2 separate regions of the Macaca mulatta genome follow, and region 1 is linked to region 2. Evidence: chromatin contacts called from public Hi-C data. All regions are on one chromosome and are shown on one strand. The core of a region is the stretch at or near the end of the contact, and the rest is flanking DNA. Distances in the headings are between cores, read along the strand shown.

Evidence for each region. A called contact is a pair of places that touch in the nucleus more often than the background predicts.
Region 1: a contact with region 2 is called in a Hi-C map of CD4 T cells, with 4 times the contacts expected there. The contact joins two enhancer-like sites. A contact is called at or near these places in 6 of 14 Hi-C or Micro-C datasets (CD4 T cells, blood, cortical neurons and 3 more).

Annotation. Positions count from the first base shown.
Region 1 is chr1:65,604,116-65,610,020 of T2T-MMU8v2.0, reverse strand. No RefSeq gene overlaps it. Among named protein-coding and RNA genes, the nearest start is that of CD34, 43 kb to the left of the region's middle. Within about 2 kb of position 2,535, at least 14 of the 40 cell types and tissues checked have an H3K27ac peak or open chromatin away from gene starts, as enhancers often do. A contact at or near this core is called in CD4 T cells, where this site is marked.
Region 2 is chr1:65,561,383-65,567,899 of T2T-MMU8v2.0, reverse strand. No RefSeq gene overlaps it. Among named protein-coding and RNA genes, the nearest start is that of MIR29B-2, 22 kb to the right of the region's middle. Within about 2 kb of position 3,814, at least 26 of the 40 cell types and tissues checked have an H3K27ac peak or open chromatin away from gene starts, as enhancers often do. A contact at or near this core is called in CD4 T cells, where this site is marked.

The DNA.
Region 1 (5,905 bases), core at 1,286-3,785, 43 kb before region 2:
TTACTATCTAGAAGGAGATAAGAAAACCAACCACAGAAATAAATACGGGTGTATGTATAACATGTTAACAGCCATAAAATACATACTCACAGAAAACTGAGGTCATAAATGGCATTGCTGATTGGGAAAATCAGAGAGGAAGAGGTTTTCGAGTTGGTCTTAAAGGACAGGTGGAATTTGTACAAGCAGAAATGTGAGATTGGGGGTCCAGTGGAGATATTCCTGAAGGCGGAAAAAGCATGAGATAAGATGGCAGCGTATTCAGGTAATCACAAGCTCGCTCTTTCTGCATAGGGTAGCTGCAGAAAGTGAGATATTAAGCTGGGATCCACGGAGCCTTGAGGAATTTCAGAATTCCCTGAAATATTGTGCAAAATTATATTTCCGTATGCATGCGCATTTTTTGAAGAGAGGGTCCATAGCTCTTCTGCAATTCTCAGAAGGGTGTAGATACAAGAAAAGGTTAAAAACAGTACTTGAAATTTCCGAATTAGAATTTACAGGTAGACTGGAGCATCTGTGCATGTGTGTTCTAACAAGCTCTGGAAGTGACTCAGTGCACACCTCGGATCTCTGGACGAGCCCATGGAGGCCTTGAGATGCCAGCCTCGAGAGCTTCCCACCCTTTTCCCACCCCTCGATTCTCCACCCCCATTTTACAAGGAGTCACCAGCCTCCCCACAGTCTCCACTGCCCTGGAAGAAATATGGCGAGGCAAGGTCAGAGGAACAGGGGGAAATCAGAATATCTTGCAAAGACTCTGGAGTCTCCTTCAGAGACAGGGTGGGTGGGAGCTGCTCTGCCCCAAGTCTAGCGACGGCCACACGGCCTGACAGGTCTCCCGCCCCGCCGTAAGCCTATGGTCAAATTCTGGGAATTTCCGAATCAGTTGGCCGGCCCGGCTGCGGCAGATTTTCCCGGACACGAGCTTGCAGCGCCCGACGCGGCCGCTGGGTGGCGCCGCGCGGGACGCCGAGCGTGGGAAGCGCGGGCGCGCGGGCAGGCTGAGCTCACACGCCCGGGAAGCGGCCGCCGCGGAGCCGGCGTCCGCAGCGGCTGCGCATCTCGGGCCTGCAGCGGGGCGCTTGGCGGGCGGGGGTGGGGGGGAGCCGGTTTGCGCAGTACCCCCGGAGGGAGGAAGGCCGCCGAGGTAAGGGCCGGGACCTGGCCAGGTGGGAGTGGGCACCTTGGGCCGGGCCTGCAGGGCGATCCCCTAGCGTCCCGGGGTAGGGTGGGCTCCCTGGGGACGATGCCGGAGGCCCCGGCCGCGCTCCGGTCGCGCCCCACCCCGGCTGCAGCGCGGCCTCGGGGCGCTGCTGGCCTCGCCGCGGGGGTGGGAGCGGTCGCGGCCTGGAGCAGCTCCGGGCGGGCCCCGGGCTCTGGGGCCAGGGCCAGCTGCGCCCAGGGGTGAGTGAGCAGCCCCCGGGCCCTCAAGTGAGCCCCTGCCCACTCCCCACCTTGCATTTCTCCTCTCCGCAGTGGGCGTGGTGCCCCTTTGCTGCAGAGGGGGCGCCCAGAGTTGAGGAAGGCTGCGGGGGAGAGCGCAGAGACAGGTGGTTGAGGGGGCGAGGGCTGGTGCGCCAAGGCTCGAGGTATTAATGCGTATTTCTTTTTGCCCCCTTCTTCAGGGGGCGCGGAGGTCCGTGTGGAGGAGGAGGCGGGAAGGCCAGAGGCATAGCTCAGGAGAGGGCAGGTGCTGCAGGAGATCACTTGGCTCTGTCCCTGTTCAACTCCCCCCCACCCCTGCCAAATTAATAAAGTGGGTGTGGTGATGACAGTGGAGGAGTTTGATGAAGACCTGGCCCAAACTGCCCAGAACTGCCCCAGGCCAGCCGCCTAGTCCCGCGTGTATATCTGGGAGCCGCAGACTGAGCATTCTGTAGAGGGAGGGGGAATACCCGAAGGAGCTACAGCCACTGAGGCAGCTCCAGACATAGGGGCTGCGGGGCAATCTTCGGGCTCACAGCCCAAGTTCATAGATGGTGAACTGGCCAGGAATGGTGGGAGATGGGGGCTGTAGGGAAATAGGGTAATTTCCTTAGGACCCCTTCTTTCCAGCTTTGCAACCATAGACCAAAATTTGGGATCTGGCGTTTGTCAAATGTGCTTATTTTTTTTTTCTTTCCCTTTCGGTTTGTTTTGTTTTCTAGAGAAACAGCAAGTGACAGAGCAGAGGAACGGCTGACCCAGCCAATCCTGGAGCTGCTGCTGCAGCACTTGTTCCCCAAACAAGTGCTCCTACATTCTGGTAGGACAGAGAGGAGGGGGCTACTGGCCCACACCCCTCCCCTGCCCTGGACCCCCTGGCTGCTGCCCTGCGGAAAGGGCAGTTAGGCTGCCTCAGGCCGGATGGGCAAAGGCTGCCATGGGCCAGGGTGGTGACGGTTTTGCGGCCCCTCCCTGCTGCCCCGTGTGGGAAGAAGAGCACAGAGCTTGGCACGTTTCTCTCTGTGTCCTCTGGGCTGGAAGGAGCAGGTATAGACAGGGCCCAGGCAGCCAGGGCCTGGTGCTGCTTTGGCATCGGTGGCAGGAGGGCTGAACCTCCAGCCCCTTGGGTTTGGTTCCACCCCTGGCCTGTCCCTGGCACTCGACAACTGCTCCTGTGTGCTTATTGGTGCCACCATGTTATATAACGCTTATATAATCTTCCAGGGCGAGCACTGTGTCTCCGCTCTCAGGTCACGCAGACACGGTGTCCGTGTGGGAGGCAGGATCTGTGGAAGCCTGTGGGTGAACCTACTCCCCCCATCCTTAGCCTGGCTCCTTCTCCTGATCTCAGGCATAGGTTGGGGGCTGGGAGACCCAGGTCCCTCTCCACACCAGCTGTGTGGGATGAGAATACGGTTGGCTGGGCAGTTTTCCTCACCTTCCTGCCCCACTAGTCCCACTTGCCCTGTCTGGTAGAGCAGATGCCATCCTTGTGCTTTGAGACCAGCTCTTTGTTTTGGGGGACCCCTGGCATGGCAGGTGGCATGGTGAGATGAACCCCAAAATGTTGCAGTGGAAGAACACATGGTACTTAGGATTGGATAAAGAGAGGGAGAAATTAGCTCTGCCTTTGAGGTTTCGAGCAAGGGTAACCAGAAGGATGGTGGTGGCATTATAAGAGATTTGGAGCAGGCCCAGGGGCTTGGGGATGGTCAGGGAAGGGTGTACAGGGAAGTAGATCAGACAGCAAAGATAAACATGGTGTTCTTTTACTGTACTCTCCACTGGGCTGTCCCTGGTTACCAGGGCAACAGAAGCAGTGATGAAAATCATGCCTTTCGTTCAGTGGAAAAATCTGGCTCCTCCTCCTGGCTCTTCCTTCTCTAAATCGCCTGTGACCCATTGAGAGGGTTGTGCTTCCAAGGATCAGAGAGAGACCCCAGCATGTTTTCATCATGCCCCCCTTTTCCCAGTCTTTTTTATCATCTCCCCTCTTCTTGCATCCCCTGTCTCCCCCCACAGCTTGGCAGTTGGCAGTTGCGTAGGAGTTGGAGTAGATGCAGGGGGAAGGGCATGGACGTCATCACAGGGCAGAGTGAGCAGAGCGTGGGCAGAGATGTGGATGCAGGAATGCCTGGCACATGAGGAGGGTCCAGCATTGATGAGCTAGATGGAGCCAAAAGCCTGTTTCTGGGCTGGTAGGAGCTAAGGTAGGCAGGGTAAGATGACGGAGGGCCTTCAGAGTTCAGCAGTCTGGGTTCAAGGGAGTAGGAACTAGGAAGGGCATGAGGTTTCTTGTGTAGTCATCTTGTGATGAAAACTACCAAACCATATCCCTTTTTGAAGTTAAGATTTTTGTTTAAGTTTTATCTTTCATCTTATGATGAAAACTGTGATTCATTCATTCAGCATTTATTGTGTGTCCCCCATATTAGGTGAGGTTCTGGGAACTGGAAAGCGAAAGGTGAGTAGCGCTGGACCTTGACCTTGAAGAGACTGTGGTGAATGGAAGGAGGATGAGTATATGGGGGGAGATCTGGCGTTGTTGCAAGCCTGGAATCTGGGGTCCCCAGCAGGAGACTAGCAACATACGAGATTGGAGGTGATAGGTTAGGGTGGAGCCTATGGAAATGAAGAGGAAGAGGTAATTTAGAGTGCTACTTTGGCTTGAGAACAGGACATGGGGAAGAGGAAGTGCTGAAATTTTGAACCTTACTGATTTATAGAAATAGAAACATTAGAGTTCAAACTTGTTTTGGGGAATCATGTTTGATTTTCTTTTAGACATGTTGCCTTCAAGATGATGGCAGGTTATCCAAATAAAAATGTTTATGGTCAGGCAAGTAAAATATGCAATGGAAGTCCATTCTGGGAAAAGATTTGAAGGATATTGGATTATGAAGCTTGAAGGTGGGTAGAGGTAGATCCTAGGGCCTGGGGCATTACCTGGAATTGAGTGAGGCTGTATGCCTTGTACTGGTTTATTATCCCAGGGCTTGCCCAGACCCTGGACATTTCTGCTAACAAACACCCACATCTTCTACCAAACCATATCCCTTTTTGAAGTTAAGATTTTTGCTTACGTTTTCCTCTCCCTAGTAACTATGTCCAGGTATACCTGGAAACACACACACACACGCACGCACTTATTTCCCCAAGCTCTTGTACCATTTGCTTATAGCCCGGGACTGTGCTGTAGAAATGTGCCACAAGTTTTTGGCCTCTTCCAGTATGCTGTTTGTCACCCTGGAGGAGTAAGAGCACTGGACAGAGAGGCGACTTTTGCTAGCTACATAATCTTGGACACACCACTTCCTTTTCCAGGCCAAGTGTCTAGTCTAAGGGATCTAGCTTCTTTCAGTTTTGAAGCCCTCTGATTTGATGTCTGGGAAGCTTTTTCTACCTTTGCCCAGGTTTCTGATGCAGATCAGGCTTTTTGAACAAGTAGCCTGGATTTCTTAGTGCCTTGTGGGAGGGACTGGTAGGGATGGAGGCCTACTCCCCAGAGTGGGTCCCTGTCTTCAGTGTGGATAGGAGCCCTCCAAGTGGATAGGAGCCTCTGTTCCTCTTTGGAGCATGGAAATACTGGAAAAGCAGGTTTTCCCAATGACCAGGGGTTGCAAGCTGTGGCCCGTGGGCCGGATTCCTGTTTTTGTAAATAAAGTTTCACTGGAACAGAGACATGCCCATTTGTATGTCTGAGACTGGTTTCATGCTACAATGGCATAGTTGAGTAATTGCAAGGGAGCCTGTATGCCCCATAAGTCTAAAATATTTACTATCTTGCCCTTTAGGATAAAAAATAAAACTTGCCAACCCCTGCGGTAGACTACCAGAAAGGTGCTTGGCCTTTTACTGGGGATGCTAACGATGGCTGTTTCAGATTTCTAGGGTTCTTAAAGATTCTGTGTTGGGCCTGTCTTTGTGATCCCATGAGAGCATGATCTGATAGTTGAAATAGTAGTAGATTATTAGAGTCAGCTCAAACATAGTCATTCTGTATCTAGGAAAGCGCTTTCATTTTCAGCCTTTTCCCTGGAGCCTGGAGGCCTGAGCTCCTCAGCAGGACTGGGTTTGACAAGCTACTGTCCCTCTCATTCTGATTTCCCAGGGCAGTGCAGAGGATATACTGGACTGACCCAAGCCTAGTGTTGGGTGAGGAGAAGGGAGGCTTATTGGTTCCGCCTGTCCTGTAGGATCTTCCCCTGATATCTCTATTACTTCTGATCTCACTGGCACCTTTAATGCCAAGGTCCTGGAGATGCCACCGCAGAGAGAGTCGGCAACCCAGCCTGGCATGTCTGTCTGAATCTGGCACTTATCCACTCTGTCGGAATAAGGCCCTGGGCTTGGCGTTTGTGGGATGTGTGTCTGTGTTGGCTTGGGACTGGAGTCAGCATTGAGTATTCCTGCAGCCAACCTTTATGGAGTCCTCCTGTGTCCTAGTTTCCACCTTTTTGACCTGGTCCTCAAGCCG
Region 2 (6,517 bases), core at 2,565-5,064:
TTTACAACCAGGAGAACAAACTGGAAGCTCTGTAGGTATGTTCTGACCGTTAAAATATCTTGACAGTGTTAAAAAAAAAAATCAGGAGTTTAACATAAAGCTAGTTTTCTATCTTGCCCTGAAAACCTGGATGATCTGGACTCTTTGGGTCTCTATTCCCAGATGGTCCCCAGGAAGCAGAGCTGGGAGGGTGGCCCATCGGGAGTGGCGGGGTCCTTCCAATGGGCACATCCGCCCCCCCACCACCCCCCAGCCCAGGCCACTGCACTCCTTCGTTACCTGCCTGGCCCCTGAAGACACTGGAGTTGATGACTTCCTGGAGTGGATAAAATGGGCTTTTGTGAGCTAGCCTGAGAACCAAGCAGTATGTTTGATATTATTTTATTGCAAAAGTGGATCTCAGCTTTTAAAGTAAGCAGATGTTTTAAATATCAGCAATGCAAATTTGGGAATACTTAGCCTCAGCTGGAATATGTGTGTTCTCCATGATGGCCTGTATTTGATGCTTTTCCTGTACTGTATATTGGCTTAGCACTTAGTAGGTACTTAATAAATGATTTACCTCAGGGGGTAGCCAAGTGCCTGTTGTTCGCCAGCTCCTAGGGAGTGAACAGAAATGCCATCTTGCTGTGGACTGGGCCTGTCAGTTCCGCCTGAGACTGGATCGCTGCAGATTTATCTAGAACATCCACTCTAGCTCTAGCTAACAGAAATTGGAATGTTTCCTCTGCACAGCTTCCCTGTCTGGAGAGCGAGGTAAAGACCTAGACCCCGTCAAGTCGGACCTAAAGAGGAAACAGGACAGGGAGGCCGGCATGAAGCCGGCATGAAGACATGAAGACTGCTTTTCCGGCTGTTGCCTGCCGAACTGGAGTTTGTGGCCGGTACACAGTGCTTGCATTCCACACCCTGAACAAGGGCGGGTCAAAGTTCAGCTCATTCCGTTTAAAGAAAAAAATTCTTTGTCTTTGACATTTCGAAGTTTTGACCCAGATCAGTCAGAGGCCACGGAATGCTCATGAAGTCTGGAGAGTTTGTTTAGTTCCTGAGCCCGGTAGCTGCCGAGGAGCCAAAGAGAGCCGGCGACCTGTTGGGCTTGAGCTGAAGCCTTGCCTTTTCAAGTTTGCGCTGGCCCGGCCTTCCCAGGCCTCCAAGGGTGAGTAGAAGGAGCCAGCACCTTTTCCTCACTCTGAAGTTATCTTTACCCCCTGAAATCAAACACTGCATGCAGCACCCTGTAAAATTGCTTCCTTGTAGGCTCGAGCGTGCTTGCTAAGTAAACATCCTCCCATGTTTTTGGAACTGAATTCATTTCTACTTCCTGGTCATCCCATTCGGGTTTTTCTGTTCTCGGTGCCTCATAGAATCAGGTTAATAGAAGAAAGACCTAGAATTGGACAGAGGTACCTAAAATGTTTTAATCCTGCCTCCTCTAGCCTCCTCATATAACTGGCTGTTTTCCACTGTACTCAAGGTTCCCTCTTTTGGCTTAAAGCCCCCCTCCCTCTGTCTCTGTACAGGAAAAGCCTCTTCCTTCTTTCTTGCCTATTAAATTCTCCGCTCCTTAAAACCACTCCACGTATGTCCATGTCATTTTATTCAAACCGGAGCGAAACCAAAAACCCTAGTGTTCTTCCAGTCATCAAAGCTGTATCAACGGGGTCATGGGAAGGAAAAGATTTAGAGGGAAAATGAAACGAAACAAAGCCTTGCTGAATGTAGTGTTGTCATAGTTTTTTGCGAGTCATAGTTGGTCCATGCCGCACCCCTGAGATGGGGACTTATCTTTGCAAGGACTCAGCTTAGTTTTGCTGCGGTCATAGACTACAGTCGGCCTCTCTACAAATTCTGTGGCTTTGTAGGTTCCTCCTCTGACCCTACCTCGCTTTCACTTCGTCTCTCATGACTTATTTGCCTCTTCTCTCACTTCCACCCACCCGTAACATCCCCATCGCCATGGCAGTGAGCAGCCACGTCACTCACCAAGTTCATGGGGTGATGGGCCAGCTCTGTACCAAGCCTACTTCCCTCTAGTTCTCCCTCCTGAAGGAGGAGGCTCCCTGGCAGAGCTCAGAGCCCTTTGTTTATTTGATCCTGGGCTCTTGGATAAATCAGGAATGTCCTGACATGAACTTAGGCATGTTTTTCTTCCATGGAGAAGGAAACTACGGCAAATGGGATTTAAGTAACCAGAGGGCCATTCTGGGGGACTTGCTTTAGTGTCATCAAGGCCACCTTCTTTTGGTCGTCAGACCAGTAGGTAACTTCTTTATTGGCATGCTCAACCTTGGATCCCAGAAGGTGTGAATTTGAAGCACTTTTCCCCCTGCTGGGAGCCTGGCACAGATACTCTGGTCTTCTTTTAAAATTGTGTAGTGCCATGCTTGTCTTCCAAGTGGTCCTTCTTTCTGCCAGATGAAACTTTGGCCCAGAGTAGTTGCTTGAAGAAGGCTGCCTGGGAAGCAGATATGAGATAAGGTGGCTGCCTGGCCTCGCATTCTCATTCATCTTCCTGGAAGTGGCAAGGTTCTTGATGTCATGGACTTCATGAGTCACCTGACCCAGGACCTGAATATATCACTCACTTCTGGTCATGTCTAGGCTCATATGATACAACTGGTTGTCAGGAACCTTTCTGCATTATTTGGATGTAGCAGTGTGGGAACCTGACACTCCCTTGGTCTCTCTGGGTATGTAGGGTCTAATGGCTTAGTATCTCAGTTGTTCTTGGAAGCATTTTTGGGTCTTGGGGGAGGGGCAGGAAAATGTTGGGGGCTCTTTGCTTGCCACAGTGGAGACCTGTGAGTATCCAAAAACAACCCCACTCGATCTTTAGAGCATTGGTGGACCGCCCTTCCCTGGAAGTTTCCAGGAGTGTGGACATCCATGCATGAACATTTTGGAGGGGTTGGGGGTCATCCAGTGGATGCTGATCTTGCTTGACTACCCATGCTGGAGAGGAGAACCCAGTCATTGGCCACTTCAGGTCCAGGCTTGGCTATTGCTCTATTTTGCTGTTTTTCATGTTGTCAGATCTTCTTGGGAACAAATGACTCAGCAACCTGAATCTCTGAGACTTTATGGCCTAAGTACCTTTTGAAAAGTAATTGAACGTATCTACCTAGGCCCTAAAATTTTGAGCCCAGGAAGGATGGAGATCCAGACTGGTTTTACTCTGGATTCTTCAGGCTGCAGTTCAATTTGGTTTTTCAAATTCCTGCCCTGATAGAAGGATCTCATTTGTGGGGTAGGCAGGCAATGTTTTAATTACGCTTTTTGTCCTTAAGAAATTCCAGGGAGAAAAAAGTCCTGGTTTGTGGCCAAAAAGGCAAAAAACAACAGAAATCAGCTATGACTGTAATCCTGGACTTGTCTGTGGCACAAAGAGTTAATGGGACAGTGGTCAGGGTGAGGAACATTTTTTCTCAGGGCTGGAGAAGCCCATATGGCTCAAGAAAAGATTTTGCAACATTTAGTACGGGGCAGCCCTGTCTGGGCGCTGGGGGCTGCCACTCAAAGAGTTAAGCTAGTCTTATGCCTGGGAAGGCCTCAGGGAAGGAGTGAGCCTGCAAGGACAGGGACCTCTATGCCCCAGAGCAGTGAGGTGCAGAAGGGGTGGGGTGGGAGGGGGTGAGCTGAAAAGTGTGGCCAAGGAAGCAAAGTGTAGGCCCAACTTTTTTTGCCTTGTTTGACCAGCCTTGGCACTGCCCTCCGGCTCTCCAGGGGAAAAGCTGCAGTTCTGCTCTTGCAACACAAGGAGCAGACTGGAGAATTTAGATCTGCGTCACAGAGCTCAGAGAGAGAGAGAGAGAGAGAGGGAGAGAGTGAGAGAGCGAGCGAGCAAGCAAGCTCCGTCGATAGGTCTGCTAGCAACAGCCGTGCTGCAGCAGAGAGAGAGAGAGAAATCAAGAAACAAGTCATAGCAACACCGGGCACCAGGTTCTGCCAGCTCACTTGCTGAGCGTTCAGAGATCTGTCGGGGCCAGAGGCCTCTGGGTAGCCTAGGCTAAGGAGATGACACGCAAGGTGGCACGGGCGGTTCCCGCGGGGAGGAGGTGGGGTGGTGGTGGGGGGCAGGGGTGGGAGCAAGAGGTTGCGGGGCGACAGTGGAAGGTTTGATGGGACCAAATTCTGGAACATTCGGGACTGCGGCACCTTACGGCGGGACCGAGATTTGGGTCTGCGCAGGCGACGATGGGTGGTCCGACGGGCTTCAGGACTTGATGGCGTAACCCCCTTCTTCCCCCACGTATGTATTTGCTGGGATCAGGGGCGCTGTCTCTGTGTATGTGGGTGCTCTGTCTTTCTCACCTTCTTTCTCGATTTTTGCTATTTATTTCTCTGAGGGAGGGTTTCTTCCCACTTTAATTTCTTTTCCCTAGTGTCAGCTGCTCAAGCCTGACCAGGGTAGAGGAGAGAGGAGTGAACCATCCCCTGCTTCCCACCTGACCTCCCAGCCTTTACCCTATTTCCTTCTAGTGGACAGACAGACTGGTTCTCCAAGTTGTTTGGGTGTCAGCGTCCATCTGTCTGTCCGTGCAGGTCTTGTGTGGAAGGTAGGGGAGTGAGAAGTGCCAAAAGGAAGACAGAGGGACAGTTTTTTCCCAGGGGTTGTCTTATTGGAAGGTCTGGCCCTGGGAATCTGAGGCTGGTGGGGAGCCGAGTGGCCAGGGTGGGGTGTGGGCTGGGAGAAGTGGGGTAAAGCTGGTAGGTTTGTCACTGCGTAGTTGGGAAAAGTGGGGAATGGTGACGCAGTCACTGTTGCATCTGGTTAGGAGCTCTATGGGGACAGGTAGTGAGACTCCTGGGGTCTCTGTGGCCAGCTGAGAGGGGTTAAGGATGAGCTGAGAAGGGAAGCTAGCATTTAGAGATTAAATGTCATCCTTTTGGCGTTGGAAAGTTGTTTACCTTGCGCTCTCTGTGTCTCCATGTTGGCTCCCTTCCAGTTCACATGTGATGGCCTTCCCTGTACTGCTGCATCATTAACTAAGTGACTGAGCTGGCCTTCCATTGGCCAGGGGAGGGCTCTCCCTCCAGACACTTCCTCTGATTGGTGGGTGGGCCAATGGCAGGTGAAAAGCTTTTTTTGATTGGCTCAGGGCAGGGTATCAAATCTGAATTTGCATTTCACTTGCTTAAAGGGGAGCGGGGAGAAGCCCAGCAGCTTTCTAAAATCTCTTTAGGGGTGTGCGTAGGCTCCTGTGTCTATGCCTGCTTTTGACTGCCCAGTTGAAGCCTCTTCCTATGCCTTTTAAAATTTCACGCACTATAAGGAGGAAGAGCTCGGGGTTCCCAAAACTTTTTATTTAGAGGGAAGAATCTTAGGGAGATGGGTATGCAGAGGGTTGACCAAATTGGAAAAAAATATTTATTCTGTAGTTTGGTGTTGGAAAAGGGAATTTTCCAATCAGCCACACCTCGGTGTTGCGGCAAAATAATTCTTGGCTCCCCTGGAAACGCATGGGCAAGGTAGGGCAGAGCTGCTGCTGCTGATACTGCCACCACCCTGGGCTTCCTGCTGACTCTGGGCTACTCCCTGGGGACAACAGATTTGCATTGACGTCCGGGGCTGTCCAGAGGCCCTTAAGAACCAGTTGTGAGCTGAGCCCAGTATGGGAAAGATCTGCCTTCTGGAAGCTACTACTACGTGGTGCTTGGAAAGGTGAGGATGGGGGACTGACCCCAGGAAACTGCTTGGAAACTGCGTATTTGGTGGGATTTCCAGAAAAGTCAGCGGGAGACGGGAGGTTTGGAGGCCCCGGGTTAGAAAGGTTTGTCAGTCTAGGGAATGAGGAGAATCAGAATAAAACTAGGGCAGCAGGCTGTTCGCCTTTGGTTGGGGGAGGGAGGCCTCGAAAAATCAGGGTCCCGGCTCTCTAACCTGTCTTTGTCGCAGGTCTCACATTTGTGGGGAGGGGGTTTACCAAGACCTGCGCCATGCGCAGCGGCCCCCACCCGTGACTGCGCATCTGGAAGCGCAGTGCGCCCTGGGTCTCTGGCCTAGGACGAGCACCGCCCTTCTTATTACATAACTGAGGGCATGGCACGCGCCTTCTCGGCCCTTCCTTGCAACCCTACCTTCTTGCTCCCCAGGGCCCATAGAGCTGGGGAGGGTCTGACTGGGGAGCAGTGAAGGTCTCCAATCCCTGGGAGGGCTAACTCTTGTCTAGTTACTGGCAGGAGCTAAGCTTCAGGACAAAAGTGGTGGTTTTCTAGCCTCATCTTGGGGAAGAGGCTACAGAACATCCTTCTGAGTGCCCCATACCACCTATGACCCCTAGGGCCTCTCTGGTGGAGGGAGTGGCACCCTTCTTTCACTCATGTCCCGTCTGATTTTTGAGAGGATGTTTCTGAAGGAAAAGACGTGATGATTGTGGGGGACTTGGTTGGGAGGTAGTTTTGACAGTTTACTCCCCTTGTCACTGGCTTCCCCTCCTTTTCCTGGGTGGGTTTATGATCTTTCTGGACTCCTCAGATGAGCTGCCATTTTGGAGCCATTTCTGCTGGTCTCCGACAT